2 separate regions of the Sus scrofa genome follow, and region 1 is linked to region 2. The links are chromatin contacts, called in public HiChIP or PLAC-seq maps. All regions are on one chromosome and are shown on one strand. Each heading gives the region's core, a stretch centred on a gene start, on an enhancer-like site or on the middle of the called end of the contact. The rest is flanking DNA. Distances are from core to core; before and after follow the strand shown. Region 1 holds the start of IRS1 (insulin receptor substrate 1). Region 2 overlaps LOC102164493 (a long non-coding RNA gene).

The links. HiChIP or PLAC-seq counts read pairs in DNA pulled down with a chosen protein or histone mark.
Region 1: a contact with region 2 is called in an H3K27ac HiChIP or PLAC-seq map of skeletal muscle. The contact joins the promoter of IRS1 here to the enhancer-like site in region 2. A contact is called at or near these places in 1 of 5 promoter capture datasets (liver), 8 of 47 Hi-C or Micro-C datasets (fetal heart ventricle, fetal liver, heart right ventricle and 3 more) and 2 of 2 datasets of contacts at active chromatin or transcription factors (alveolar macrophages and skeletal muscle).

The regions. Positions count from the first base shown.
Region 1 is chr15:128,306,000-128,308,699 of Sscrofa11.1, forward strand. IRS1 (insulin receptor substrate 1) reads right to left here and starts at 1,285. Exons shown (of 2, transcript NM_001244489.1): 1 at 1-1,285. The coding sequence starts at 1,285.
Region 2 is chr15:128,180,824-128,183,523 of Sscrofa11.1, forward strand. The region is part of intron 2 of LOC102164493 (a long non-coding RNA gene); the gene reads right to left. Among named protein-coding and RNA genes, the nearest start is that of IRS1, 130 kb to the right of the region's middle. Within about 2 kb of position 1,333, at least 2 of the 83 cell types and tissues checked have an H3K27ac peak or open chromatin away from gene starts, as enhancers often do. A contact at or near this core is called in skeletal muscle, where this site is marked.

The sequences.
Region 1 (2,700 bases), core at 35-2,534, 130 kb after region 2:
CGGAAGAGATGAAACCGCCGTCACTGGGGGACCCGGACACAGAAGCACTAGACCGCCGCGGGAAGAGACAGTCCGAGGTGGAGCCATGGCCGCTGGTGCTGCTGGACGACAGGCTGACCGGGCTGGTGGCGGAGGGTGAGCAGCGAGAGGAAGGCATGGGAATAGAGCGGCTGTGGTTAAGAGGCGGGTGCAGCCGGGAGCTGCCTCGATGCCGGTGGGCGTGAGTCCTGTTGGTGCTAGGGCTCACAGGACTGCCGTCCACAGAGGCGGGGCGAGACATGGTGCCTTCCCCATCACTGGACGCACGGACGCGGAAGGAGCCCTGCTTCCCGCCCACCAAGCTGGCCGGGGAGGTGGCAGTGATGCTCTCTGTGCGTGAGCGGCGGGTCAGCCCCACCTGGCTGGGCGGAGGGTTGTTGAGGTGGTGCCTGCGCAGAGGTACACTGATGGGGTTGGAGCAGTTAGAGGAGGACTGGCTCTTGCTTCGAGGGCGGAACTCATCGCTCATGGCCCGCATGGCCTCCAGGATTGTCTCATGCATATTCTGGGCCACCACAGAATCATCCACCTGCATCCAAAACTCCCCGGGTCCCGTCACTGCAGAACGGCCCACTTCGATGAAGAAGAAGTTCTCTGAGTGGCCACAGCGCCTGATGTTCATCAGCTGCAGCACCACAGCCGCCGCCTCCGAGTTCAGCTTCACGAAACTGATGGTCTTGCTGGTCAGGCAGAGGCGGTAGATGCCAATCAGGTTCTTTGTCTGACCCAGGCCTTTGGGTTTCAGGATCACCTGCCAAACCTCCTTGAAGGCGGGTCCTGGGGGCACGTCTCCGTAGCTCAAGTCCTCCCCAGCCTCGCCGAGGCCAGAGCTGCCACTGCAGCTGCCCCCACCGCCTCCCGCCCCGGGGCCTGCGGCCCCGTCGTGGTGGCCCTTGGCACGGTTGTGCAGCTGCAGGAGGGCCTGGTACCAGCTGTCCTGTTCGGCCTCGCTGTCCGCCGCGATGGCAAAGTGCTCGTCCCGGGTGTAGAGGGCCACCAGGTGCTTGTTCTTGGAATCCGCCCGCTTGTTGATGTTGAAGCAGCTCTCCAGGGGGATCGAGCGTTTGGGGGCGCTCGACTTGTGCCGCCACTTCTTCTCGTTCTCGTAGTACTCGAGGCGCGCGGGGCCCCCAGCCTCGCTGGCCGCCCGCAGCACGAAAAAGCGCTTGTGCATGCTCTTGGGTTTGCGCAGGTAGCCCACCTTGCGCACGTCCGAGAAGCCATCCGTCTCGGGAGGGCTCGCCATGCTGCCGCCGCCACCGCCGCCGAGGAGAGGGAGGCGCCGAAAAACAACCGGGTGGGGGGCGGAGGCTCCTCGCCGCGGCCCCGCACATGCAAACAGGGCTGGAGGCGGCAGAAACCCCGACTCCGAAATCCACGCCGCCCTCCGCGCCGGGGAGGGGCAGCCGAGGGAGGACGCAGCAGCTGCGCCAAGGAGATAGCCCCGACCGGAGTTTACTGGCGTTTCATGCCCTGGGGGGAGGCAGCGCGTCCGGCGTGAGTGCAGCCCGGATCCTCGGGGAGCCAAATCTCTTCTCAGCCGCCGCGGCTGGGAAGGAGAGAAGATGCATCGCTCGCCGCCAGGGCTGGAGTCCGGCGCGCAGGCGGCGGCGGCCGGGGGTCCCCGCGTTGCCCCTCCAGGCACGCGCGCCTTCCCTCCTGAGTTCCCCTCTGGAAGTAGCGATTCCCGAGGCAAATTAAATATCCTTGGGCAGGGGGAGGCGAGCTGCCAAGTCCCAACGTTGCACGGGGTTCTCCCTCCTCCTTCTCCTTCGCCTCCTCCTCCGCCTCCTCCCACCCCCCAACCGTCCCCGCCGCCACCAGCCGCCCAAATACCAGCTCAGTCGCAGAGACCGCGGCGCTGCGGCTGTTGCTGCTGCTGCTGCCGCCGCCCGCGGACGCGTCCTCTGCAGCCCCCATTCGGGCCCATCTCCACAGGCGAAGAAAGTGGCTTTTCCACGCAAAACGCTACTGGGGAGCTGGGGACGCGCCGGAGGGACAGGCTCATCCCTGCCCCTCGCTCCAGTCGGCAGGGGAGGAGGGGAGGGGACGAGGGCGGGAGGCAAGGGGGGAGGTTGGGGAAGGAGTCGGGGAAGACGCCTCTTCCCCGGGAGGCGCTGCTGCAGCAGTTACTTCTCCCCGCCTCCCTCCTCCTCGGAGAGTTGCCGAGAGCCCCAACCAAAACAAGCAGCGGCGTCTGGCTCTGCGCGTCGGCCCCCTCCGACCGCGCCGCCGTCTCACTCAGGAGAGAAACACGTGATGGAGCCTCCGCGCTCCGCAGCCCGGCTGCCGCCGCCGCCGCCGGGAGGCTCCCGCCTGGGTCTCTACATTCCCGGTTGAGCCCGCCCCGCGCCCGCCCCTCTCCGCCCCCCGGTCGTGCCGCAGAGGCGCCCGCGCCGGCTTCAGCGCTGCGCTCGGGCAGCGCCCCTGCGCGGCCGCCCGCCCTGGCGCAGAGCCTTCCTCCCCGAGCGCCACCCAGGGTGCCCCCGGCCCGCAGGAATCCCCGCCGCGGGCGCGGGCGGGGGTGTTTGGGTGGCTACCCGAAAGCACGAGGGGAATCTGGGAAAACGGGGGGTGTGCGTGTGCCGAACTCGGGAAGACGCAGGAGTGAGGGTGGGGGGCGACGGGCGGGGAGTTGGGGGGCGGGCACTGCGGCTACAG
Region 2 (2,700 bases), core at 83-2,582:
TCTCCCATGTTAGGGGATTCAAAGACTCACAAGCCGCCAAAAGGATGGAAGTCGGGGACAAAATGATTGAAAGTCCTAAGAGTCCCTGATTGGCAGCTTCTGACCCTCTTAAAGTCTCACTTTAGCTAAAGCATGATATTTATAGGACAGAGTGAGGAGCTCCTGATGTGGCACAGTGGGCTCGGCGGCGTCTCTGAAGCACCACGGCAAATTTCAATCCCCAACCGGACACAGTGGGTTAAGGATCCCGCATTGCCCCAGCTGTGGTATAGGGTGCAAATGTGGCTCGGATCTGATCCCTGGCCCAGGAACTCCATATGCCGCAGGGTAGCCAAAAAAAAAAAAAAAAAAAAAAGACAGAATGAAACAATTAACCACTGCATGCCTCATTAAAGCAGGGAGGGAGGGATTTGGGCCATCAAAAATGCAACTGTGCCCTGGGAAACATGACTAAAACAAAATTTGACCTATTAATTCCTAAGCTTTACTTCCATTTTAATTCGTAAGGGCTTACTGGGAGAAGGAAAAGTAAACTATAGGAAATGATCAATACCATTTTGTAATTTATCTATACTCTGTACAGGAGATTAACAAATAAACACAATAGGCACTGGGAGTGCAAATCAACTGCTTTGTGAGCCAGTGGGTTATTGATTACATCTGCCATTTTGTCAGCTGCTAACTCCATCAGCCCATCACTTAAATTACTGATTTAATGCATTCGGGGGTGCGCAAGAGCCTCTGTAGAATGGCTAATTGTGCCAACCAAGCAATGCTTAATTTAACTCAAAAATGAGAGAAAAATTTTAGAGGTTAGAAAATTATTGCCTCTGTATACTCTTTGACTCCCAATGTTTGTGTAGATATTTGCTTCTCCTTCTGTCTCTCATTTTTTTTCTTCTTTTTTCTTTCTTACTATCTGTGGTGAGACATCATCTCATGGGTGTTACTAAAAACCAAAGAGCTTATTCACCCTCCGCTCAAAGTAAGGATAACTTTTCTATCATTTCATCACCTTTCCTGGGACTTACTTAAGAGGTAATGATCCAGTCAATTTACCATTTTGTAGAATTCATTCCATGGATTCTCCTTAGAATCAAAGGCAGAAATTGACTCCCGTTGTCAACGCAGGGTGTTCATAACTCAAGACCAACAGGAAGCCCAGTGAAATCTTGGAGAAGAGGGAGTAGATAAGGAAGGGGATTAGATGCCAAGAAATAAAGCCCTTTTCATGGTAAGAGAATTCTAGCAACCACAAACCGATAAGGAAAGCCCTGGGGCTGCCTTCCCTAAGAGATGCCAACAGGGAAAGCTGATTCTAAATCTAGAGGAAGCGGCTGCCTGCCAGGGAATGCAGAGGCCACGTGGAATGGCAGAGCAGCAGTGTGGGGTGGTGGAAGCACTGAAACCCCTAAGTCAGAATGCTAGCGTTTCATCCTGGATTCCCTGCACCAGCCAGGTGGTCCTGTGCCCTTGAATTCATCTCCCTGAGTCTTCGTTGTCTCATCTGTACAATGTGGATGATAAAAATCCACTCCAGGGAATTGGTCTCAGGTTCCTATGAAATCAAGTAGTAGCAGCCCTTTGCACAGTGGAATGTGGTTTATAAATGTTAATATTAGCTCTTATTATTGTTTGCTGGACCTGTGGCTGCAACCTTGCCCAGAAACACTAGGCAGATCTCTCCTTCAGTGTAGCATGATCTAGAGGGCGTCAAGGAAAATCACAGAAAAAGAGTCTTTATCCCTGATTAATGAGAAAAAGTAATCACATCTCCAGACAACACAGATAGAGCTCCAGCACATTTCTCTATATTCCACCCTCTCCAGTTCCTCTTCTGGGAACTATTTTCCTTTTACTTTCTTCCCAGCTCTATTTATTCTCCTGGACTCAAAACCTGATCCCAGAAAAGAACACTCGCAAACCCATTGTATTAGTTACATTAGCTGTTTTAAATCTAAGGGTTTTAACACAGAACGTATGTCTTACTTCTCTGGAAGTCTTGATAAGGATTGGATGATCCTTGGACTGGACAGTGTCATGAAACACTCAAGTTCTTTCTATCTCTCTTTTCTGCTCAATGCAGTGTCAGCTCCATCTGAATGTTTTCCCCTGAGGTTATAGGATGGCTACATGAATCAGTTAGGGCCCTATGCTTCCATGTTTGCATCCAATGAGGGGCAATGAGGGATGCAGAGAAAGATGCTCTCCCCAGCCCTTGAATCAAAAGACTTCTTTTCTCTCTGTTTGGAAGGGCATATGCCATTTACCCCTGAGCTGTCATTCACAGAATGCTGCAATCTGAGTTTCTGAACCAAGTGCTGATCAGAGGGAAAAGATTGCCCTGATTGTCTGAGACACATCAGTCTCCCTGCCTCCCTGGAGCTGGCTTAACGCCACCCGAGTCCCCATTGCTGCTACACACCAGGGAGACAGTGGAATGGACACAACATTCAGCATGATGAGACTTCTTGTGTTATTCTCCCAGAGATACCATTTTATCCAAGGAGGAAAGAGACAAAGGAGTGACTCTCTAAGATTTTAGCCTTCAGAAGCCGAAGTAGGGAAGGCTCCCTTAGTGACTCTGAAGACATGGCCTAGAAATGACAGGCAGGATTTGAGAAGCAGGGAACTTCTCAAAGTCAGTGTGAGAGAAGGAAGCATCCCAGAGGGCAGGTCAATCCAGGAGGAGTTTTACCT